2 separate regions of the Ovis aries genome follow, and region 1 is linked to region 2. The links are chromatin contacts, called in public Hi-C maps. All regions are on one chromosome and are shown on one strand. Each heading gives the region's core, a stretch centred on a gene start, on an enhancer-like site or on the middle of the called end of the contact. The rest is flanking DNA. Distances are from core to core; before and after follow the strand shown. Region 1 overlaps H6PD (hexose-6-phosphate dehydrogenase/glucose 1-dehydrogenase). Region 2 has its middle 51 kb from the start of SLC25A33.

Region 1 (6,196 bases), core at 1,293-3,792, 210 kb before region 2:
CAAGAATTTACAAGAATTCTTGCTTTGGAGATGTGTGCCTGTGAGGTGGGTGCTGGCAGGGGGCTCTGCACATAAAGGCTCCCAATAACATTTGGCTTCCCCCAGCCTCCAGAGACCCCATCCAGACAGGACATCAATATTAATGCCCAGAAGACTCACCTTGGCCGATCAGAGCACAGTGCCCAGGTGGGAAAGTTTCCTCCCTTTCTGAAAATCAGCGTTTTTAGCTTTGAGGCTGCTGATGGGAGTGGACTGCGGGAATGGACACGTGACTGCAGGTGTCACGTGTGGCCACATGGGGGCGCCCTCAGACCATCCCTGCTGTCTGGACCACAGAGCCGCTCATCTCTCCCCGCCCCCAGGCTCCTGAGCCTCCCCGGATCCCTAGCACTGAGGACCTCCCCCTCCCCAATCTGTTCCTTAGGAACTTCTGTGAGAAAGAGAGGGACTTGCATGTGCCCAAGTGTCGCTGCAGGATAAGGGGCCAGCAAACTTCTGATGTCACCATTTCTGAGTAACAGCAAGTTACCACAGGCCTGAGCCGGGCATGTCCTGTTCTGAGAGGAGCACCTTGCCTCAAAATGCACCTTCATCTTTGGAGAGCGTGTGTAGGGGCCAGGCGGGGCAGGAAGTGCCAGGGTTTCCTTCCCAGAATCAAGTGCTCTGGGGTTTTTGTTGTTTTTTAATTGGGGTGCAGTTGCTTTATGGTGTTAGTTTCTGCCGTACAACAGAGTGAGTCAGCTCTTTGTACACACATCCCCTGCCTCCTGCGCTGCTTCCCTGGTGGCTCGCTGGTGAAGAGTCCACCTGCCAGTATGGGAGATGTGGGTTCAGTCCCTGGGTCGGGAAGATCTGGAGAAGGAAATGGCAGCCCACTGCAGTATTCTTGCCTGGAGAATCCCATGGACAGGGAGCCTGGCAGGCTACGGCCCAAGGGGTTGCAGAGAGCATGCACATGTGCACCTCCCTCTTAAACCTCCCTCGAAGCTCCCCACCCCCAATCCCACCCCTCTAGGAAGCACTGTCTTAAACTCACACCAGCGTAGTCCACTGGGAGCCCTTGTCACAGTCCCGCTTCCTCCCGCTCCCCTTCCCCTTTTCTCTCTCCTATCCTGTGCTGGTGGTTTTCAGACTTTCTGGGTCATGATCCACAGCAAGAAACACACTTTACATCATGAGTCAGCGCTTGCACTCATGTATGAATCTGCATCTCAAGCCAAAGTTCCATAAATGAATTCTCATCCTGAGAATTCTGGATACCTTCTTTTTAAAAAAAAAAAAAAAATGCTGCTTATAATTCACTAAATCAAGCTGATCCATAGTTTGAAACGTGTTGCTCTAATCTGACTTTTACACTGTTGGGTAAACCGAGGTCCCAAGGGTTGGAAAGGAGCACGGGCACCCAGCTTACACAGGGATGCTCATGAGCACTCTGGAACTGGTACCCAGGCTTCCTGTTCCTGCAGCTTCATGCATCAGGCTGGTCTCCACTGATGCTGCTACAGCCTCCGTGGTGGGATGCTCACCGCTCCCATCACAAGGGAGGGGAGGGGTGGGTGATGGAAGACACATCAGTCGGAGCCCCAGGGCTTCTGGAAGCGGTGATGATGTGTCCTATACAGAGGGTGGCAGGCTGAGTACTAAATGTTTTCTGCTGTATGGTCTTGTTTCGTCTTTACAACAACCCCGTGAGAAGGTGGAGGGATCCTAATTGACCGATGATTTTGAAGTTGAAACTGGAGTTGTCTGACGACAGCAGGCCAGTTCTAAACCGGACGTGGACCGCAGGGTTGTAGACATGTGCTCCCAGCCATCCTGCGGTACCACCTCCTTCCCAGGGAGCCCAGTGCAGCTCCCAGCGTTTCCCAGACAGAGCCCAGGCAGCTGGAGCGGCTCTGCAGGCCTGTGAAAGGAGACCGGCCCCTCCTCTTGGAGGCCGGCTCACATCCTCTTCTCTGAAGCAGGTTTATTACCAGTTGCTGCAGGGAGAGATTTAGGGACTTTCCCAGCTGCTAGAAGCTAGATTCTGATGTTGCTCCGGGAGCAAAGTTTCCTGCCAACTGCAAGTTAGGACAGTCCTGTCCTCCTGCCCCACTTCTTGTTCTTCTGCCGACAGTGCTTTCTTCCCAGTCCCGGGCCTCCCAGGGACCAGCACAACCCGAGCTCTGCCAGCAGGCGGTATTTCAGAACACTCCCTTGGGGACTCTTGTTCCAGAGCTCACGGGTCCAGTCTCCCCGGTCTGGGACCTTCCTCTTCCCCGTTTGCGTAGAGAACCAGACAGTGTGGCTGAGAAAGGGAGGGAGACGCTTCCGCAGAAACTTAAGGGGCGGTTTCCTACAAGTTAGTTTTCAGAAACAGACTTTTTTTTTTCTTGACAAAAATACGCACAGTCTTACAGAAGCAACCTCTGCATCAGCTTTACCAGCTCTATTTTTATCTTAAGCAGACAGGGACCCATGGACCTCAGTCCACGCCGGGCAGTGTGTCTGTGTCCGAGAATGAACAGGTCACAGGAAAGGCCAGTGGTGACAGAAGGGTGAGGGAGCCGTGGTGGCAGGTCCCCAAGCTTGGTGCCTGCCCGCCCCACAAAGGCAAACTCCAGTGGGGCCGAGGCCTGGAGAGGCGGCTGTGTCTCGCGGTGGCTGCCTGCATGGCCCAGAAGGGGCCATCCGCTCCCCCCTTATCGATTCGCTGAACTGAAGAGCATCCCTTTCCCAGCCCTCCACCTCCCCTCTGGGAACCTCCCACTTCCCCTGGAGGCTGCAGCTGTGCAGGTGGCAGTTGAGATTCCCACGAGGAATAGGGTGGGTCCTCCAACCTCATCCCTGTTTGGCAGCTGGTCTGTGCCCAGGGACAGCATCGGGAGGGATCCGCAGTGAGGTCAGCTCTCAAGGAGGCCCTGAGTGTTTTGACTGAGGTCATGGATTTGTTCTTCCAAGAACCCCGCCTGCCCCCCCCACTGCACCCCACTGACGGGCCAACATTGGGGCGGGCGTCAGCCTACCAGTCCAGGGTCCATCTTCCATTGCTCACTTGGAGGTTGGAGCTGGGCACCAGCATGTCCTCTGTGGTCCTTTGCTGCACACTGTTGCCTCCACGTGAGATGAAAATCCCGCTTCACGCTCTTCCTGCTCTAGAGGCCTTCCCAGTGCCAGGCATCTTCACCAGAGGAAGCCAGTGGGGACCACACCAGCCTGTGTTCTTGGAAGATGTGCGTCTTCCAGAGCATCCCGTGACCCCTCTCCAGAGGTTCAGGCTTCTGGCCTCCGGCTCTAAGCACTCCAGGTGGGGCCGGAGTGAGGAACTCTTAAGGATTCCTCAGCTCATTGCAAAGCAAGGTGCACACTCACGAACACTGTCAGCACAGGAGAAAAGTAGCCTGAGACTAGAGGAGGCGCTTCTGGTCTCACAGCAAGCTGGGGGAGTTGGGGGGAATGAGCCCTTTGATGAACTGTCCTTTCCAGCCAACTTTCAGAAGCCCATCTCTTGTAAAGCAGACACCAGTGCTGTATCTGCATGGGACGCGTAGATGGGGAGGGGCGGAGATCTCAATTAAGTATGCTGCTTTTGTTCGTGGTGGTTCTTTATCCTTGATGGTCTTTCCCTTGCTGTCAGGTGTTCTAAAGTAAATCTCGGCATCTTTTCTGTCCCTCTGGCATGGGAAGGGATAGATACATTTCCATTCACTAAAAGTCGCATGGAATATGGTTGAGCGACTGGCAGCTTTAGAAACAGAAGTGCAAACAGAATTACATATATTCATCAGTTTGGGTCCTTGGCTGTACCCCACAGTCGTCTAGACAGGTTGGTTATAAATGGTATGGGGTACTCGAGTATAAGGAAAGGACCCTGGAGAAGCTGGTAATCAAGGCTGAATGCGCATCTCTGAGGCATGACCTGTACAGTCTGCCCCACCCCTCCTTGGTTTGGAAGGACAGGGTAAGAGCAGACATCAAGGGGCCTCTGCCGGCTCTGAGAGCCACCGCTTCCCGAGCCAGAGTGAAGGTTTCCAGCCTTCTTGGTGCTGTGCTTAGCAGCTATTGCCAGAAAGAGCCCTGGATGGGGGGTGTGGGCTCTGAAATCATGGTCTGTTGCAATCTGGGTTGTGTCCATGCATTCTGTCCCGTGCGGGGAAACAGAAATCCAAACAGGATTTCTGTTGGGAGGGAAGAGAGACAGGCAAGCTGTTACCTCGGAGAGACTGTCTGTTCCCCCGGGTGGTGGAAGACCGATGACCCGGCCAATGGCGTGAACATGCCACACATTTCTGCAGAAAGAGCAACTGCTCCTGGCTTGTACGAAACACTGGACACTTTTAATGATGCCTCTGACAGTGAGACATATTCAGATCAGAGTTTTTAAAATGCCTTTTTTGTATGTCAAATGTACCATCTATTTTTTAAACAATAAAATTGTTTCCCCAAAATCCCTGCTCGTTATTTTTCCTGGGAGACCGAGTGTGATGGGCTGTGTGTGTGCTCTGAGAGGTTGTGGCGAGGCAGACCCAGTTACCCCGCACCTATCACAGGTGGATCTGAGCAACCAGCCGGTCCCGACTTGCTTGAGGGTCCCTTGGGCTCCTGGGAGAGACAGTGAGGGGCAAGACGACTGGGTTTCGTAAGTTCACAAGCAGCCTGAGGGATGTCGTCTCCCCGTCAGTCTACCTGGCGGATCACTCATGCAGCAGGCCTCGCCTGGAGGGCACTCACTGTGATGTCTGAGGTGGGTGTCAGTTGGGGCGCCTTTGGAAGCATCAGTATTTTGGTAAAATAACGCATACTCATAAGTGAATTCATACATCGCCAAAAGGCACACAAATAAATGTTAAATCACTGCAGTCCAGTCCCCGCCACTGCAGAAATATTAGCAGAGCAATATTAGCAGAGGTGACCAAAACTCATGTCCTCACTGAGCCTCTGCTCATGTTCTTGATCCTTCCATCTGCCCTTTATTTGGGAGGTCCACTGTCCACCCCTCTTCAAATTCCTCTTTCTCCTCCACGTCCTCTTCACTAGCAGGTTACTCTGGCCTTCCAGTCACTTCTAGCCCCACATTCTGTTAGAAGTGGTCTCCGAGGTCATCTCTGATCCACTGGACACAGCCATACCTCAAGGTGGCCGCCACGCACCGCTAAGAGTCCACACTTCCACAGCAGGGTCCAACACAGCCCAGACAGGAGACCTCATTTCACTGACGGTCAAGAGGTAACTGTCGTCAAGACCTGTCGGCTACCACCAAATCTGGGGCCCAGGACAGAGTCTGCCGGTCCTGAGAGCAAAGCGCTGGCCGGGGTCGGGGCACCTGGCCTTCACTACTGACTCCTTGTCTTCCTTGATTCTCTTTGTGATTGTCAGTACCGGGGGGCCCCCAAAGCTGAGGTCTGTCCCCATTCTCACTTCCAATCAAGAGGGGAGGCAGTTTGGAAAAACTGAATTTTCTCATTTTGATTTTCATTTATGTATAAAAAAGACACCATTAAGGGACTTCCAGTTGGTCCAGGAGTTAAGACTCCTTCCTTGCTTCCCACTGCAAGGAGCACAAGTTCCATCCCTGGTCAGAGAACTAAGATCCTGCCTGTTGCACAGCATGGCCAAAAAAGTTTAAAAAATTAAAAACAAAGTTGTCTGCAGTGCCTGCCACCCCACCTAGTAGTTTTTTCATGTTCAGCAACCTCCCTCCCTCAGGAGATGCTCTATCTCTGTGTCACATGGTTTTGTAGCCTTTATTTTTTATGTTTATTTCATTGTGAGCCTTCTCCACACATCCCCGTGGTCTTCATACTTGGTTTCCACACAAGTGTGAAATCCACTGACAGGAAGCATCCTGGAAGCATATCCCCTCCTCTGCTGTTGAACATTTATTTCTAGCATTCATCAGATGGCGCTAGTGGTAAAAAAACCCACCTGCCAATGCAGGAGAGGTAAGAGACATGGGTTTGATCCTTGGGTCAGGAAGATCCCCTGGAGGAGGAAGTGGCAACGCACTCCAGTATTCTTGCCTGGAGAATTCCATAGACTGAGAAGCCTGGTGGGCTGCAGTAAGGTTTAAAATGACCAAGTGCTTGTGAACCGCTTTGTAATCAAGAAATAAACCCTGATGTGACAATAATTATAACCACAATAATAAGCAATGGCCTAGGAAGGAAAGGTCTTCATAGAACCATTCAGCTTCAGCTTCTTCAGCGTTACTGATTGG
Region 2 (5,630 bases), core at 1,583-4,082:
TGACTATTTTCCTTTGTTGTGTTTCTCACTTCTCTGATTAAACTTATTCTTTGACTAAAGTTTGTCCACAGACAAAAGACAGGCAGAGGGCGTAGGGGACAGGACCATAACGTCCTGCTCCATGTCACTCTGAGAAGCCAAGCCACTCACCTGGCACCTGCCTGGATTTGGAGCACCTGAGTGGCTCATGCACTCCCACTGAGGTCATACAGTGACCCTACAAGTTCCCAACCAGACCCAGATGCCCCCGCAGACAAGTCAAAGGTTGTTTCCTGGTGATTCATTGTTCCAGGAACAGTCTATTAATGTGGAAGAAGGGGGATGTTCCATTTGCTGATTCATTCATTAATGCTCATCCAGAGCTGCTGTGACCCAGATCCTGCACCAGATAGTGTGTGGAGCCCAGATATTTAAGGCAATGTCCACCCTGGGTCCAATAACAATAATATAAGTTACAAATAGCCAAGTACCAGCGTATTCCCTGGTGGTCCATTGGCTAAGACTCCAGACTCTCAGTGCAAGGCGTCTGAGTTCGATCCTTGGTCAGGAAACTAAATCCGACATGCCACAACTAAAGATCCCACAGCTGCAAGGAAGATTGATGATCCCAAATACTGCAACTAAGACCCAGTGCAGCCAAATAAGTAAATAAATAAGGAACTAATAAATAGCAGAACTCAATTACACCGAAAATAGGAAAACAGTAGAGAAATTCAATGGAAGAAACTGATTCCTCCCCACCACCCAAAAGAATCAATAAAATTAACAAATCTTCTCTTTTAAAAAATAGCTAAGTGCCAGAGGATTCCCTGACAGTCCAGTGGTTAGGACTTGGTGCTTTCACTGTAAGGGCCTGGGTTCAATCCCTGGTCAGGGAACATAGATCCCACAAAGACAGGCAGCGCTACCAAAGAAAGAAAAAATTGCTAAGCACCAGAAGAGCACAGTGACAAAGTACCCTGGAACCTGAGAGAGAGCCAGAATCCTGCTGAGGATCACCCTCTTTGCTTCAGTTTATGTGACAAGAACTTACAGAATCTTTTGTGCCAGTCATTGTCCTAAGAGCAGCTACCAAACCATTTCATTCTCATAAGAGCTTGGTGGAGTTGGTGTTATTATTACCACATGTTTTGGAAGCTGGGGGCACAGTGCACAGAGAGGTTGAGTAAGTTGCCCAAAGTCATACAGCTGCTAAGTGGCAGGGTGACGTTTGTATCGCAGCAGTCTGGCTGTGGTCCTACCCTTAGCCAGCCCATCTGCCAACAAGCCAACTCAGAGGTCAGAGGTCAGAGGTCAGCCAATCCAAGGGCTCTGTGCAGGGTTGTGGGGCTCCCAGGATGGACAGCTTCGTCTCTGTCCACTAGCCATCAGGGGTGACTCCAGGAGCCAAATGGGTTCCTCCAATGGAGCAGTGAGAGGTGGCCTTCCCGACCCACAAAACAAAGTTTTACACTCGCTCTAGATGAACTGTTTATTCCTGAAGGAAAAGCAGCACGAGGAAACCAGATACTAGGTGAAGAGCGTCCAGTTCTGCCAGTGAGAGGGGATGGCGGCTCCAGGGCCCGCGCTGCCCCTTCCATGCAGACCACTGACCGCAGTGCGGACACCAGCCAAAGGGAGCTGTCCTGAGGCCCCTGTGGCCACACCACCAGCTCAGAGTTTGCTGCCTCCCTAGTGAGAGCTGACTGGCTCCTGGGAAAAAGAGCAGGCAGAATTCTAGACACAGGAGTGGACCACATTCCAAATGGTCTTTGCTGTCAGAAAGGGGCAACTTCTGGTGGTCCAGTGGCTAAGACTCCGTGCTCCCAACTCAGGGGGCCCAGGTTCAATCCCTGGTCATGGAACTAGATGTACATGCTGTAACTAAGACCCAGCGCAGCCAAATAAATAAAAAGAAAGAAAGGGGCAACTTCTGGATCAGAAAATTAAATAAATATATATTTTTAAATCTTCAGTGTACATGGGCAAACACAGTAAGTCTCTCTCCAGCCCCTGTCCACCCTCAGCCACCCATTTCTCTTCCCAGAGGCAACCTTCTGGAGTTCACCAAAGCGCTCTTCTCATACGTGTCACACGCGTGGTTCCAGTGTTCCACACGCAAGGTCTGGAATCACCAGCTACCTCAGATCAAGTCACTTGCTCTTTGGGGGCCCCAATATTCTCAACAGCAAATCAGGGGAACAGACAAGATGATGCAAATCCTTCTGCCACTCGAAGGGTCAGCTTCAAATAGTAAGGACGATCAAGGAGGTAATGGACATGAAACTGCCTTGTCAACCAGAAACGTTGAGGCATCACAACCCAGTGGGCAGAGGAACCATAGAAATCAAAGAAACTGGCCCGGGTAGGACCGTTCCAATATCTGCTTGGCTCAGGCCAGAGGCCAGAAGCACATGTGTTGTTTACCCCAGGATTCCAACAGCACCCTCCATCCTCTTCTCCCTGGGTAGATAAAGATGCTCTCCAGCCAGCTCATCTATCTGCTCCTCCTTGCTAAGCTCTCCTCTGAGCCTGTGCTCACGGCCCAGAACTCCATCCACCACCCTGAAGACCTGGGTTGCAAACCCACACGGCACTTCCAAACTTGTGAAAGAGACAAGGGGCGTGGAGATGAAGCATCTGAGTTGGGGAGGAGGTGGTCACTCCCAACAGAGCAGCTTCTAAGACTTTGATCTTGCCAAATGTTTGCCTTAACGAGCCATGAGGCACGTCCACCGCCCTTCGGAGGCTATTTGTTTCTTAAACAGGCTCTTTGCCCAGAAACCATCTTATCCACAGCCTATCGCTTTCTTTTCATAATATCACACCATTACTCCTACTTATACCCTCCCAGACTCCTCCAACCTCTCCTTCCATCTGGGACCCTTCGCATCTGCCAAATGGAGGCCATAACTCCCCGAAACCCATGCTATGGCCAAGCTGTCGTTTCATCTTCACTCATAATCAGGCCCTCCAACCTCTTCATCACATTTATTGCCTTCGTTCCTCAAAATTCCCTCCAGAGTCACTGGTGAACTATGTGAAGACCCAAAAGAAAATTCTCCTGGTAAGAAACATCTTCTTATCTCCAAGGGTGCTATTTTTGTGCAAGGACTTCTCATCGGCCTGATTGCAGACACGATCTTGGCTGGATTGAGCATATTTGAGATACTCATGGAATCACATGTTCTATCTGAGCGTGAGTTTTCTTCCTGTTCCTGGCCTGCTTTTCTGCCCTCCTTGGATCCTCTTTATCAGGCTGTAAGAGGAAACTGCTTTGTGTCGTGATGTTTCTGCCTAAAGCACATTCAACCTGAGAAGCAAAGCCATGTGACTTAGCGGGTAATCCTGGAGCTCTGGGACCATCCCGACCCCCTCCCCTGGTCATTCCAGCATCCCAGGTCCCTGCAAATGCCCATAGAGAGGAACTTCCCTGGTGGTCCAGTGGCTAAGACTCCAGATCCCCGATGCAGGAAGTTCAGGTTTGATCCTAAGTCGGGGAGGTAAATTCCACATGACTCAACTAAGAGTTGAGTTTTTTTTTAATTAAAAAAAAAGAGAAATATCCAGAATAGGTATATCTATAGAGGCAGAAAGCAGACAAGTGATTTCTAGGGGCTGGAGGGAAGAAAAAACTGAAAAGAAAGTGAAGCCGCTCAGTCGTGTTTGACCCTTTGCGACCCCATGGCCTGTAGCCTACCAGGCTTCGAGGTCCATGGGATTTTCCAGGCAAGAATACTGGAGTGGGTTACCATTTCCTTCTCCAGGAGATCTTCCCGACCCAGGGATTGGACCCGGGTCTCCCGCATTGTAGCAGACGCTTTACTGTCTGAGCCACCAGGGAAGTCTGAAAGAACTGAAAGCAGCTGCTTAATTGGTGTGGGGTCTTTTTTTGGGGTGATGAAAAAGTTCTGGAACCAAACAATAATGGTGGTTGCCCGGCATGGTGAATGCCTTTAATGCCACTGAAGTACATACTCTAAAATGGTTTTAAACGGCAACATTCATGTTACATGTATTTTGCATGCATGCACGCTCAGTCAGTCATGTCTGACTCTATGCAACTTCATGGGCTGTAGCCCACCAGGCTCCTCTGTCCATGAGATTTTCCAGGCAAGAATACTGGAGTGGATTGCCGTTTTCTTCTCCAAGGGATCTTCCAGACTCAAGGATCAAACCTGAGTCTCCTGCATTAGCGGGTAGATGCTTTACCACTAGGGCCACCTGGAAAACTTATGTGTATTTTACCACAATAAAAAAATTAAATGGGGCTGCAGTCTGGCATTGCAGACTCCTCTTTGCTGACACACAGCTCAATCATCCTTCCCTGGGTAAAGTGGCTGGAAGTTAATCACTGTATAGATGGTGCCCATAAGCTTAAATTATACATAATAGCCCAGCTCTGGGAACCCTACTTCCCAGGTAATGAGCATTAAGCTAAAACACCTTTGTTAGCTCACAGGGAACATCCTGAGCAGGTCCATCAGTCAATGACTGCAGCCTTGTTGTTGTTCAGTAACCAAGTTGTGTCCGACTCTTTGCGACCCCATGGACTGCAGCATGCCAGGCTCCCGTCCTTCACCATCTCCCAGAGTTTGCTCAGATTCACGTCCATTGAGTCGGTGATGCTGACCGTAAGGTGATGCACAGAAATGAACACGTCCCCTCCAGAGTCTGAGTGGAAGCAGATTGTTTGAGTTTGCTCCCTCCCCTTTTAGTATAGAAAGAGCCAGAATTCTAACTCGGGCAAGATGGTTCTTGGCAGCGTGAGTCCACCATCTTCTCAGTTTGCTTGCTTTCTGAATAAAGTGATTCCTTGCCCCAACAACTCATGTCTCAATTATTGTCCTGTCAGGCAAGCAGTACAAGCTTAGACTCGGTAACAGAACAAACTTCAGCTTTTTCCCCCCTCAGTGAAATGGGGGCCTTGGGAGGTTTCGAGCAGAAGAGTGACATGATCTGATTCATGATTAAAAGGATCAGTGTGAGGCTCCCCTGGATCCAATCCCTCATCTGGGAACTAAGATCCCACATCCCACAACTAAGACCCGATGCAGTCCAAAATAAAATTAATTATTATTATTTTTTAAAATGATCAGTGTGGCTGCTATATTGAGAAGATTCTGGAAGAGCAAAAGGGAGACTCCCCAGGGGGTTATTACAGTAATTGGTCGAGAGAGGAAGCAGGAGAGGTGGTGAGAACAGTCAAATCCAGAGCATCTTCTCACGTCACCAAACTGAAAGAATTTTTCCGAAAGACTGGATGTCGAGTGTGAGAGAAAGAGCCAGGGATGACCCCAGCGTCTTCTGCCTGGGCCACTGGAAAGATGGAGTACAGATCACAGGGGTCAGGAGCAGACTGGGATGGGGAGGGCGGAAGCGGTTGTGCAGAAGTTAGCTTTGAACTTCCTGTTGGGCATCTCAGCAAGATGGAGAGGCAGGTGGACGAGGGAGGCTGGAGGCAGGGACAGTTCAGGCTGCACTGATGTCTGGAGACACTTGGGAGGCAGAAAAGGAGGGACCAGCAGAGGAGGCTGAAGATCAGCCCTGAGAGAAGCAGGAGAAAACCAGGAGCATATCATCCGTGACCCAGACAAGAGCCATTTCAGGGGAGCAGTGAGGGCAATCGCAGCCCATGATCTGGAACATTT

Evidence for each region. A called contact is a pair of places that touch in the nucleus more often than the background predicts.
Region 1: a Hi-C map of tail adipose tissue shows a contact between it and region 2, with 4 times the contacts expected there. The contact joins two enhancer-like sites. A contact is called at or near these places in 5 of 16 Hi-C or Micro-C datasets (blood, hypothalamus, mesenteric adipose tissue and 2 more).

Annotation. Positions count from the first base shown.
Region 1 is chr12:43,462,162-43,468,357 of ARS-UI_Ramb_v3.0, reverse strand. It overlaps H6PD (hexose-6-phosphate dehydrogenase/glucose 1-dehydrogenase), which reads left to right. Exons shown (of 5, transcript XM_027975665.3): 5 at 1-4,427. Among named protein-coding and RNA genes, the nearest start is that of SPSB1, 27 kb to the right of the region's middle. Within about 2 kb of position 2,542, at least 20 of the 54 cell types and tissues checked have an H3K27ac peak or open chromatin away from gene starts, as enhancers often do. A contact at or near this core is called in tail adipose tissue, where this site is marked.
Region 2 is chr12:43,252,438-43,258,067 of ARS-UI_Ramb_v3.0, reverse strand. No RefSeq gene overlaps it. Among named protein-coding and RNA genes, the nearest start is that of SLC25A33, 51 kb to the right of the region's middle. Within about 2 kb of position 2,832, at least 4 of the 54 cell types and tissues checked have an H3K27ac peak or open chromatin away from gene starts, as enhancers often do. A contact at or near this core is called in tail adipose tissue, where this site is marked.